Linked DNA regions of Sus scrofa: region 1 is linked to region 2. A link is a contact called in public HiChIP or PLAC-seq data. All regions are on one chromosome and are shown on one strand. The core of a region is the stretch at or near the end of the contact, and the rest is flanking DNA. Distances in the headings are between cores, read along the strand shown.

Region 1 (6,666 bases), core at 1,291-3,790, 120 kb after region 2:
GTGAAGAAGGAGTCCACCTTCTACTCCAGCTTTTCTGTTAGAGACTCTGATAGAAGGGACACAGCTCCTCTACTGTCTGGCTTCTATGACTTTATCGAAAATTAAAAAGCAACAGAACTTGGGGAGTTCCAGAGGACACAATTAGCACTGGATATACACACTTCTTAGCATCCCCTCTAATACTTTCTGGTCTATTTTTAAAGTAATTTAAAAATTGATTCATAACTACAAAAATAGTACATGAATATATTCTTCTTATAAAAAAATAAGACAAACCATTTGGCAGCTCCTTAAAAAGTTAAACACAGAGTTACCATATGACCTAACAATTCCACTGGGTCTTTAGAGAAAGAATGGGATGGGAAACTGGTTTCCATTCAAATCACCCAAGCATTCATTTCAACAATTACGTTAAACTTTTAAACAAAATGTGATGTATTCACACAATGGATTATTATTCATACAGAAAAGAATGAAGTGCATAAATGCTATAGCACAGATGAGCCTGGAAATCTTTATGCCCAGTGAAAGGAGCTGGACATAAAAGGCTGTAGAGCATATGATTCCATTTTTATGAAATATCCAGAATAGGCAAGTCCACAGAGACAGAACGCACGGGTGGTTGCCCTGAGTTTTGGGGAGGAGGGAGTGAAGAGCGGCTGCTTCATGGGTATGGAGTTTTCTTTTGGGGCAAGAATATTCTGGAATTAGATAGTGGTGATAGCTGTCCAACTTTAAAAAAAAAAAAAAGAAACAAAAAAAATCCTTTTTTACTTTCCACAACTGCAGTTGCAGCATATGGAAGTTCCCGGGCTAGGGGCTGAACTGGAGCTGCAACCACAGGCCTAAACCACAGTCACAGCAACGCCGGATCCAAGCTGCATCTGCAGGCTACACCACGGCTTGTGGCAACACTGGATCCTCAACCCACCGAGCGAGGCCAAGGATCAAATCCGCATCCTCATGGACCCTATGTTGAGTTTTCCACCCACTGAGCTGCAATGGGAACTCCTGGTTGTACAACTTTGTGAACTATACTAAAAAAACTGAATTGAACACTAAAATGGCAAATTTTATGGTATGTTAATGATATCTTAATAAAGCTAAAAAAAAAAAATATATATATATATTAAAACCTGAGACATAAAGTTGAAGCCCCTTTGACCCAAATCCTCAGGGGTTTCTGATACTATCCCTTTCATATTATTCCTGTTAAACTACTCATCCCTCACCCTGCCTGGCACAGGTCCTTGCACCTGGCAGACATTTTAAGCATTCATTGCACAATAACTTCCTACAAGGATAAGATAATGCCATTTTGTTCTCTTCGGGATAATATAGATCCCTTTGTATCCACCATGACACAGATTCATCAATTTAGGATCAGGCAGCTTTAGACAGACAGTTTACATTTAGCACCATGCACGTCAAGTGCAATAACAAAAGAGCATATAGCACTTGCTGGCTCAAGGCTCAGTGACCACAAATCCAGTTCATAGAAAACCCTGATCAGGACGTGCATGCAAGCAAGGAGGCATTGCGCATCTGTCCCCTCAGCTTACAAAGGGCTTGGATGAGAAACAGGGCTTGGCAAGGCTATTACCTTGGAGCCCACAACAGCAAGCTATAAATAAAGAGACTTCTAACTCGGTCAAGTCCAACTTAAACAAAAGCCTCAGACAGTCTCACCAAAGGACTTGCTCCCAGCACACTACAATGTATTTGCATATTCAGCCTTTTTCTTTGCAGAGGTTTTTAATCAGGGGGTGCACAAATCACATGAATTAACTTTTTACACATATCCCTGGGCCCCATCCGTCAGAGGTTCTGATCTATTTAGACCATAGCAGGTTGGCATCTGTATTTTTTAAAGCTCCCCAGGTCCTCTGGAAACAGTGTTAGGAACCTTCAGGAAGAATGGGACGGGAAACTGGTTTCCATGCATATGGTCGAAGCTTTCATTTAACAGTCGTGCTAAACTTGTGACAGCTGTCAATCAGAAGACCAGCACCAAATCTCAATTCGACTGAAGAGAAAGCTGACACTCAAGGATTCACTTTTTTATAGTCAGCAACAAGGACAGGGCAGCACTTAAAGAGTGCTGACAATGCACTCACGCCTTCCAGAGACGGACTCTCCAAGCGCCCCTGAGGTAGCGGAGCTGTGAAAATACGTCTGGTAGAAGGAAGCTGGTCTAACGAGCTGAGGTCATTTTACTTGGGCATCGATATAAGGGAGAATAACTGTTAACCTATTTTTGAAATGCTTCCTAATTTGTGTTCCCCTGTTGACAGAGCAGTTTCTTTTCACGTGCTCCATCTATAAAGCGCCTCCTTCTTCGCAGCGAAGCTTGGCTTGGAAAGGAGGATGTGATAGAGGAGAAGCCTCAGCCATGGAAGCGGAAGTCAAAGAGAAGCCCGCCTCGTCTGGCCTTAAGAGGGAGGAAGGGGGTAGAACAGGTCAACAAGGACAGAGTCCCCTTCACATACACATTCCTTCTCGAACTCAGGGAGCAATGGCGCTTCAGAAATACTGAGACTCCAGTTTCCATACATAACATGGGGTGGCCTTCAGGTCACTGAGGTTCAATCTTCAGCCCTGTGCCAATACATGGTATGCGAGCAAGGCCTTGCCTGCAGCAGCAGGAGAAGGTCAGAAAGATGAGCTGGGGCAGCCCTGCTCGTTTCCTAAAGCCTGAGCATGGCATGCAGGGCATCTAGTTGTTGCTAAGAGACTGGGAGACCAGCAGAGGTGTGCCGTTGGAGCAGAGAGTTCTCTGTGCTCAGGGACTTTGAGACAGACGACCACAACTGCCATGGTGGGTTCCTGTACATGACTCCCAAAGGACAGACAGTACTAGATACACCTCAGTGGACAATTCCAGCATATGTTCCAGACAAGACAGTGAAGCAGACACAGCACAGACATCAACGGGGATGGCCACACAGTTGGCCTCTTCGCTCTGACTCCCACAAAGTAAGCTTTCTTATTAAGCTGTCAGTAACAGGCATTAAGCATCAATTATTTGCGACATGGTTCTAGGCTGCTAAGGATTTTGAGCTAAATGATATAAAAGCAAACATACAAACCAACCAACCAACCCTGCCCTGACTGAACAAGATTTAGGGGTGGAGAATGGCCAGTGGGCAGAACTCTGGAGAATGAAATGTTTACTCAAAGGGCTCTGATTAGGAAGCCGAACTTTTTTTTTATAATGATTTTTATTTTTTCAATTATAGTTGGTTTTCAGTGTTCTGTCAATTTCCTACTGTACAGCAAGGGGACCCAGTCACACATACATGTATACATTCTTTTTCTCACATTATCATGCTCCATCATAAGTGACTAGATAGAGTTCCTACTGCCATACAGCAGGATCCCATTGCTTATTCACTACAAAGGCAACAGTTTTATCTACTCACCCAAATTCCCAATCCATCCCACCAACCCCCCTCGGCAAACACAAGTCCGTTCTCCATGTCCATGATTTTCTTTTCTGTGGAAAGGTTCATTTGTGCCATATATTAGGTACCAGATATAAGTGAAATCATAGGTATTTGTCTTTCTCTTTCTGACTTAGCAAGTTGAACTTTGAAAAGAGTCAAAGGAGATTGTTTATCCTGAAAAGTTAAGATGTTTTACAGCGGCTTTAAAAAATGGCCAGGAGTTCACATTATGGCTCAGCAGTAACGAAACCGATGAATTCATGAGGATACAGGTTCCATCCCTGGCCTAGCTCGGTGGGTTGGGGGACCTGTGTTGCTGTAGCCGCTGGCCTACGCCAGAGCCACAGCAACGCGGGATCAGAGCAACCTACACCAAAGTGCACGGCAACGCCGGGTCCTTAACCCACTGAGCAAGGCCAGGGACCGAACCCAAGACCTCATGGTTCCTAGTCGGATTCGTTAACCACTGCGCCACGAAGGGAACTCCCAGCAGCTACAGTTCTGATTTGACCCCTAGCCTGGGAACCTCCATATGCCGTGGGTAGCTGCCTTAAAAGGACAAAAAAAAAAAAAAAAGTCACAAATTCTCTGAGCTTCCATCTACCAAAAAGTGGGGGTCTATGTTTCTCTTTCCTTGAATCTGAGTGGGCTTGAAACTCCACTGACCTCCAAAGTCCGGCAAAAGTAACACTGTATGACTTCTAAAGTGAGGCCATTAAAAAAGGCCACGAAGTTTCCATGTTGGCCACTAAGGCCCGAGCCACCAGGTAGGAAGTGGCTCTAAGATGCCCTGTAAGACGATTAGAGGCTGCCGCACGGGAGGAAGCCCAGGCTGCAAGCAGAGGCCACTTGTAGAAGCTCCCAGTCAACAGCCCAGCCGAGTGGAGCCTTGGAGTCATTCCGGCCCTGCTGACCGCTGTGAGAGCGAAGACACTTTCACATGATGCCAGTTCCTCGCGGTTGAGGGACACTTCGCCATTCAAGTTGGCCCAGCTGAGGCTCCAGAAATGTGGGAGCAGAAACAAGTCCCTGCCATGCCCTGTCCGAATTTTTGACCCATGGAATCTGTGAGCAAAATAAAATGGTTGTTTTATGCCACTAAGTTTGGGGCATGCCTTATCATGTCCAAAAATTTATCACGAAGCAAAAGAAATTGGAACAATAGGCGAGAACTGACAGAAAAGCGGGTTAGTTATTTTAAAAGATAGGAAGCTATATTTTCTTTGACGGTCTAAGCCTGGTTTGAGAGAAACTGTTACCCTATCACAAAGGGAGGGGACTAAATAAATTGTAATACTTTTGTGACTGTTAAGACTCTTTTATCTACAGCTGCTGTAATAGAAACGGTCTCAGTTATTCGGAATCTCAGCAGTCCAAAGAGAATTTGGGAAAGATAACCCCTCTCTTGTTTAGATTTTCCATTCGGGGCTAACATTCCCAAGATGCCATTTAGAGTTTTCCATGCACCCATTTCTGCCTATTTTCCTTGGAGCAGGATGTATATTAACCATTCAATAACCTTGCAGAATGACTGATACGGTCCAGGCCGACTGGGAGAGATATTCCAGACAAAGCAAAGGCACCAGGGTGAATAAAAGCAATAAAGATGGGCCCTTGGGGAGAACAGAGGAGGCCGCCTGAGCCTTATTCCATATACCTTCCCTCGACATTCACGTGCCTGTATCTCTAGACCTTTAGCCAGGCTGCTCTCGTTACCTGAAATGCTCTTCTCCCACCCGCCGGATGAACTCTTACTCATCCTGCAAAGCCCGGCCCCACTGTCAGATCTTCTCTGGAGCTTTCCCTGATACGGCCCTACTTGAAGGGAAATGAATCCCTCTATTCTACCCTCTTGCAATGCTTTCCACAGCCTCTAGTGTAGCAGGACACTCTCCAGTATATTCAGAAAGTTTAGACGTCTGTTTTCCTCGATAAACTGTTTATGAGCAAAGAGAAAGGATGCTTCCCATTCATCATCCTACCTCCTGTCTGAGCGCCTTTGTGCCAAATGTGAGAGGTCAAAGAAGAAAAACCGCTGCCTTTGAGGCGCCCGCAATGAAGAGGAGAGATCCAAAAGCAGTCACAGAGCCGTACTCTAAGAGCTACACAGAGGTGTGCTGCGATGATGCGGACAACACATGTCCTTCCAGAGGAAACCAGGAAGTGGCGAAAGCAGGTGACATTTAAGGTGACCCTTGAAATCAACAAGAAGCCTACATAGGGGAAATCTATGGAATCAGAGCCGAAAGGTCTCAGAAGGGAACTTTTCTTTTTTTTGTCTTTTGTAGGGCCGCTCTGGTGGCATATGGAGGTTCCCAAGCTAGGGGTCTAATCGGAGCTGTAGCTGCCGGCCTACGCCAGAGCCACAGCAACGAGGGATCGAGCTTCATCTGCAACCTACACCACTGAGCAACGCCGGATCCTTAACCCACTGAGCAAGGCCAGGGGTTGAACCTGCAACCTCATGGTTCCTAGTCGGATGCCTTAACCACCAAGCCACAACGGGAATTTCAGAAGGGAACTTCTGAGTAAGAGGAACATCTGCTCAGGTCTGGTCATTGTTCTCCCTCCCTATGGCTGGAGATTCCCTGCTCATTATTCCAAGTTCCCTTTTTTTCCCCACACCCCAAGTCCCTCAGTGGTTCCCATTACATCAAAAAACACCTATCATCTGAATTAGCAACTTGTTGAAAAAAATGAATGAAAATGCATTCAAACCAGTAGCAATCAAATGAATCCAAATTAAAACAAGGAACTACTTTTTCACCTGTCAAATATTTTCAAATAGCATGGTATTTGTTATCAAAGAAGAATCAGAGGGACCCAAACTCTGTCCTCTCTGAGAGGCAATTTGGTTTGATGTAACAAAAGCCGTGCAAATAACTGCACTCTCTCAATTAGGAATTCCTTTCAGAGGAATTTGTCCTAAGTATAAAAGTCTCTGCTATAAAGATCATCACAGCTTTATTTAAAATTGTGGAAAACAGTAAACTACCTAAATGTCCAACAACAGAAGAGTGAAAAAAATCTGGCACTGTAGTAAGTGTAACACTACCATCGAGAGAGTGCTTACGATGGGTCTGGTATTATCAAATTTCATCCTACGGCAATTTATAAAGTAGTTATGTGACTTTTCCAGTTGCACCAGAATTAGCAAATGGAGGCCACAGCTAAGAGTAGAGACGAGGTTAGTTCCCCATAAAGAGAACAATCAATAACT
Region 2 (6,043 bases), core at 438-2,937:
AGAATCACACTGCAGTGGCTCAGGTCACTGCAGAGGTACGGGTTCAATCCCAGGCCCAGCACAGTGGGTTGAAGGATCTGGCATTGCTGTAGCTGTGGCTCTGATTCACTCCCTGGCCTGGAAACTTCCATGCCCCATGGGTGCAGTAAAAAAAAAAAAAAAAAAAAAAAAAAAAAAAAAAAAAAAACCACACCAAAACTCAGAACTTTGACTCCCAATTCAGATTCTAGATAAAGATGAGCATACCCACTGATTCTGCAGAGTTCAGAGTCCTATGTAGAACTCTACATAACGAAGTGGTTTATCAAAACCAACAGCCTCAGGAGTTCCCACTGTAGCTCAGCAGTAACGAAACATAGTATCTAAGAATGCGGATTTAATCCCTGGCCTCGCTCAGTGGGTTAAGGATCTGGTGTTGCCATGAGCTGTGGCATAGGTAGCAGATGTGGCTTGGATCCCAAGTTGCTGTGGCTGCGACATAGGCCGGCAGCTCAATTCAATTCAACCCCTAGCCTGGGAACTTCCATATGCTGCAGGTGCGGCACTAAAAAAACCCCAAAAAACAAGAAAGAAAGAAACAAACAAACAAACAAACGAAACCCAGCTTCAGAGGTTCAAGGTGACCTTACCACTAAATTCAAAGTCCTAATTCTATCTTTAGCAAAAAAATGAGAGTTTCACTGGGCTTTGGAATCTGGTCTGGGACCAATTCAACAATGATTTATTACTTTTCTTCACAGAGATAATAAGAAGCACTCAAAAAACAAAAAAGGGGGAGCATCTTATGGGCTGTTTGGGAGCTATCCAAAGCTTCTGGTCTTGAGGAGCTTCGATGAAACACTCTCATTTCTAACAGCCTGTGGGTTTGGCAGGTAACACTAGACTGAGTCTATGCTGGCTGGCGGCAGGGGGCGGGGGGGTTTGGAGGTGAGGAGGAGTGCCTGGTATACAAGGGAGAGCAGGAAGGAGGATCAAGGCTTAGAATGAAGAGGAGAGGGTCAGGTTTCCTCCTGTCTCCCCTTCCTCCTCCGGAGGGTCTGGACTTTGCTGCAGGGCCTGAGCCTGCTCTAGGATAAAGCCAAAGTGTCTGTGGGGACTTTATGGAGTTCATGTCCCACCTCAAGGCCTACTCTCAGGGTGACCAGACCCAGCTGCAGACAGAAACAACAACAAACCAACAAAAGATCGAGGAGGAAGGTCTGATACTTCAGGGTTATTTTTTTTTTTAAGGCGTGAGGATTTCAGATCTGTTTGGAAACTGGTTTGGATGTTTATTTTCCTCATTGTCTCAGTGGGAAAAGAAGGGTGGGTGATTCAGCCCGCAGCCTCCGCCTCTGGGCTGGGGCCCGGGTCAGGCTCCGCTCTGCTCTTGGCTCCTCAGGGGACCTGTGCCGGCCTGGGGAGAAGCCACGTTATCACCTCCACATTTGCTCTAAGCTTCCAACAAGGGTCCCCCAGAGGAGTCGAGAGATCTGAACTCAGTTAAAAAAAAAGGGTAGTGTAGGGAAGAAAGGAGGAAAAGGCCTCCCAGGAATGAGAGAAAGGCTGAGGTCTCTTTCGTCCCCACCCTCCTCCACTCCCCCCAAACCCTGCTTCTCCTCTGGTTCTTCCACTCATTAGTCAGGGGAGAAGGACCAGGTCACCCGAAGGCACTGGAATGGACCGCCCGGCTCCACCGCAGCCCTCCCCGCTCTCAGAAGTCCAGCTGGAGTAACGGGTCCTGAACTTGAAGGCACCAATCATTCTCTCTGGAGAGGAAGGAGCTGTTTGAAGACCCCGATAACACTTCCCCCAAAGCACTCCTATGGGTATCGTTTGACCCCAGGACTTGGAATAATTCTGCTCTTGAGTTCCCGGGGAAATTCATGAATTACTAGAAGTTCAAATGTTTACAGAATATTTAAGGGAAGGCAGTCTCTCCCCAAATTTTCATACAGAAAAGATGGGGAACAGATAAAGAACAGTTGGTTGGAACTCAGGGACCTTGTCTTTGCATAGAGTTAGTCATGCGACCACTGTGACATTCCTGCCAGGGAGTTTGAGAAGGAAAAAGCTACAATAACAGACAGGATATGGAGGCGGCTCTGGCCTTATTTCAAAATCTTTAAGAATTACAAACAGGGTTCTGGTGACTTAAACTCCCCGAGCTCTACTTCACAGTAGTTGGCTGCTCTGAGACGGATCATGTTATCTTGCTAATTTAGCCCTCAGAGATTAATATTAATGTACAGATAGCACTTGACTTTCCAAATGTTTAGTTCTCAGTGACTTATCAACTTCTCGCTCCTCTTCCTTGCTGGCTATTTTGTGATTTACAAGTTGCCACAGTAAACAGGTCTGTGAAAAGGGGTTCAGATAAATGAGAAGGAGTTAGAGCACTTAGCCCCACGATGGAGCTAAAAGCCTGGGATTCTTGACCTGGCAACACTGCTTTCTGGCAAGGGTAGTGCCTTTAGACCTGAGCTTCCTTGCTTGCCTGTAGGAATAATGCTAGCAGCCCTGTCTATCTTATTTTGTTTCTTTATCCTCAAAGGAGACTGCATAAGTGTTTTGTAGACTGAAAAGTTCTCTAAAAACACAAGATACTTAAATCATATCCTGTTCATCTTGACCTACAGATAGAAAGATCACCGTTTTCACCACAAACGTGACACAGAGAGCTGGGAAACAAGCAGCCACTGCTCACATCGTGCGCCTCTACACTTGCCCAGCTTCCTCCCAAGCCCTCTGCGAGAGAGGGAGCTCCATCTCCACTTTGGATGATAACACCTCAAAGAGATAAGAGGTCCTTATTCAACATTGCAGAGCAAATAAACAGCAGGGCTGGGACTCGAGACCAGCTAGCACACCTTCCAGCATGCACGTGAGAGCGAGCGGCTGCGCAGGCCCTGGACCAGTTACGGAATAGAGGAGAGAGGGTGACAACGGGGAAGAAGAAGCCCTCAGCTCAGAGGACTCAAAGGGCTGAGGGCTTTCCTAACAGAGGATGGCTCCTGAGCCCATGAATAATTCATGCAAGCTCTGTGCTAGGAGCTGCTGCCTTTTCGTGTGTGGTACAGCGGGTCAGGGACAGCTGCCCACAACTGGGCCACAAATGCGAGCACTTGGACCCGGCTGCTCGGAAACACAGCTCAGGGCAGCTTTCTGCTCCCTGCCCCGGAGGACAGGAAGGCTATTCTGATCCCCAAAGGAAGATGGGGTTCTCACTGTTGCTTGTGCACGTGTACACACACACATACTCTAAACAAATGAACAACAAGCAGACTCCACACACATGATATGAAACCTTGATATTCATTCTCAGAGTCGCGTTTTCTTTCTGGGCATCATCCCTGGTTTGCCTTTTGGAAAGAGTCCTCTGTCAGGAGGCTTTCCTTTAACCTTATGTCAGTATTCAGACCCAGTGTCCCTCCTGGTCTGGTCTGGATCCTAGACAGGTTTTAGCCTAGGCCTTTCTGGCTGGGATGTGTGAGGAACTGGAGAGTGGCAGCAAAAGGAAGAAGCTGAGGATGGCAAGAAGAATGAAAAAAAGATGCCATCTGCCATAGAAGCTCTTCCAGCTGAAAGTGAGAAACACAAGTTATTTGTTTTTTCTCTTTCTTTTTAAAAAACAGGTCCTATTACAACTCAAAAAATAATAATAATAATAAAGGAGAAAGGAGTATCTGCTTGCGGGAGGTTCCCCATGGGAAGAGATTGTTACAGGACCAACAGCAAGCAGAGAAGAGAACTCACGCTTTTGGGGGATGCCTTTATGTCGAACACAATGTTCCTTTGGGAGACAGGAAACTCGAGGGGCTGCCGGAGTCAAGGTCTGTGTTGATGAACCCACACAGAAGCAGAACCACTGGGTTAGATAAGGACTTTCTCTCTATCTGAAGGAAGAAAACTGAAACCTCATCAAGGGACTTGTTCACACTCTTCCAGAGTTACCCGAGCTCAGGCATCCTCGCCCCCAGCCTATGGATTCACCGACAGATCCTGATGCCTGGATTAGAGCTCTAGAAGTCACTAAATTCTTGGAAGAGTTCTGCCCAAGGATTCGGAGTCATAGGAGGTGGTGAGGAGGGAAACCTGAGCCACTTACAGGACCTGAGTGGATGGGGTGAAGGAGAACTTCCAATATCACACAAGGTGTCCACAGGTGCAAAAATAGCCGGGCTTGGTTTCTGGCAGATGGTCCTCTTCCAGGAGGACTGGGACAGAGAGAGAGCATACTATAAAGCAAAGGCAGGAGTTCCCGTCATGGCTCAGTGGTTAACGAATCCGACTAGGAACCATGAGGTTGTGGGTTCGATCCTTGGCCTTGCTCAGTGGATTAAGGATCTGGCATTGCCGTGAGCTGTGGTGTAGGTTGCAGACGAGGCTCGGATCCCAGGAGCGGCCCAAGAAACGGCAAAAAGACAAAAAAAAAAAAAGAAGCCCAGCCCTGTCATTTTCTTTTTGGTCTTTTGTCTTTTTTTTTTTTTTTTTGTTGTTGTTGTTGTTGTTGCTATTTCTTGGGCCGCTCCCGCGGCATATGGAGATTCCCAGGCTAGGGGTCTAATCAAAGCTGTAGCCACCAGCCTACGCCAGAGCCACAGCAACGCGGGACCTGAGCGTCTGCAACCTACACCACAGCTCACGGCAACGCCGGATCCTTAACCCACTGAGCAAGGGCAGGGACCGAACCCGCAACCTCATGGTTCCTAGTCGGATTCGTTAACCACTGCGCCATGACGGGAACTCCTCCAGCCCTGTCATTTTCTAGCTGTGACCTCGAATCGACATTGTTGTCATCTCAAAGGATTACTGAGAACTTTCAGTGGGGGAATGAGCAGAAAGTCCCTACTTTGCATGGTGTGGATGCTCCACACAGAGCTCTCATTCTTCCACGGCCACTGAGGGTTGGGACGCTAGTAGAGGACCCGCCTCCCATGAGACAGGTGCCAACGCTCACACCCGCGTGACTGGCTTGTCCTCAACAGGCCCAGCTCAGGGAGAGCAGCGCTGTACGAAGGGAGAGTTCTGGGCTGCCCGGGGCTGGATAGCCACCCAGCCAAGGCAGAGACGAGCTCTCGTCCCTGGAGTGCTAGGCAAGGAACAAACAGGACTCTGCTTGCTTATTAGAAAAAACATAGAAACACAGTTGATAAAAGTGATTAAATGAAATAAACAACTTAAGCGCCAAGTAGATAGTCAAATGTTAACTTCTTTCCCACTTTTCCTCAGATCCTGACTCTCAGGTAAAAGAAACAGACTTGGGCGATTAGTAAATCAACTGAGGGCTGTATAGATATCATACACTTCAAAGAATGCTTCTAAATTAAAATATAACCCATTATTTGGCTGAATTTTATAACATCACCGATTCTCCTATCAAAGGGAAGAAAAGCCTATTGTTTTCATCAGAAAGCTCTCACAAAGAATCCTAACCCTCTATCATAGACAACTAATACCTTTGCTCTGGTAATTAAGCCACGAGACATCTAATAAAATCCTCCCTTAAAAAAAGACGTTGGAGGTTAAAGGGAATGCATTACTTAATAGACAAAGCTGTTGAAAAATACTGACTTGATCATTTGTCACCCTCTTAATACTTCCCCCTCCTTGTCTTCCCTCCCTGAGCTGGTGGTGCATGGGCTGGTGCCTCCATCCGGGGCGATGCCTCGGTGATAGCACTTCCCTGGGACTGGCTGGTGCTATGTCTGTCCCCTCCACTAGACGATGACATCTGAGGGCTGGAACTCTAGTGTTTGCCTGGGTAGCATGCAGCCTTACTAATTACGACAGGGACTGCCCGAGACTAAGTCTCCATAAAGGTGTGCTGAAGGAATGAGTGAATGAACAACGTTTGAAGCAACAAATGAATCCACTGACCAAAGAAAGCAAGCCCAGATAATGTAGTTTTATATATCTGTTTTTGAATTGTACTTAAATTTTTTCCCCCCACTTTTTAGGGCCACACCCACAGCATATGGAAGTTCTCAGGCTAGGGGTCGAATTGGAGCTAGAGCTGCCAGCCTACACCACAGCCACACCAATCTGAGCCGTGTCTGTGACC

Evidence for each region. HiChIP or PLAC-seq counts read pairs in DNA pulled down with a chosen protein or histone mark.
Region 1: a contact with region 2 is called in an H3K27ac HiChIP or PLAC-seq map of alveolar macrophages. The contact joins two enhancer-like sites. A contact is called at or near these places in 4 of 47 Hi-C or Micro-C datasets (embryonic fibroblasts, epiblast stem cells, heart right ventricle and 1 more) and 2 of 2 datasets of contacts at active chromatin or transcription factors (alveolar macrophages and skeletal muscle).

What each region holds. Positions count from the first base shown.
Region 1 is chr9:12,832,366-12,839,031 of Sscrofa11.1, forward strand. All of the region lies in intron 1 of GAB2 (GRB2-associated-binding protein 2), which reads right to left. Among named protein-coding and RNA genes, the nearest start is that of GAB2, 16 kb to the right of the region's middle. Within about 2 kb of position 2,541, at least 10 of the 83 cell types and tissues checked have an H3K27ac peak or open chromatin away from gene starts, as enhancers often do. A contact at or near this core is called in alveolar macrophages and skeletal muscle, where this site is marked.
Region 2 is chr9:12,709,709-12,715,751 of Sscrofa11.1, forward strand. All of the region lies in intron 2 of GAB2 (GRB2-associated-binding protein 2), which reads right to left. Among named protein-coding and RNA genes, the nearest start is that of USP35, 130 kb to the left of the region's middle. Within about 2 kb of position 1,688, at least 27 of the 83 cell types and tissues checked have an H3K27ac peak or open chromatin away from gene starts, as enhancers often do. A contact at or near this core is called in alveolar macrophages and skeletal muscle, where this site is marked.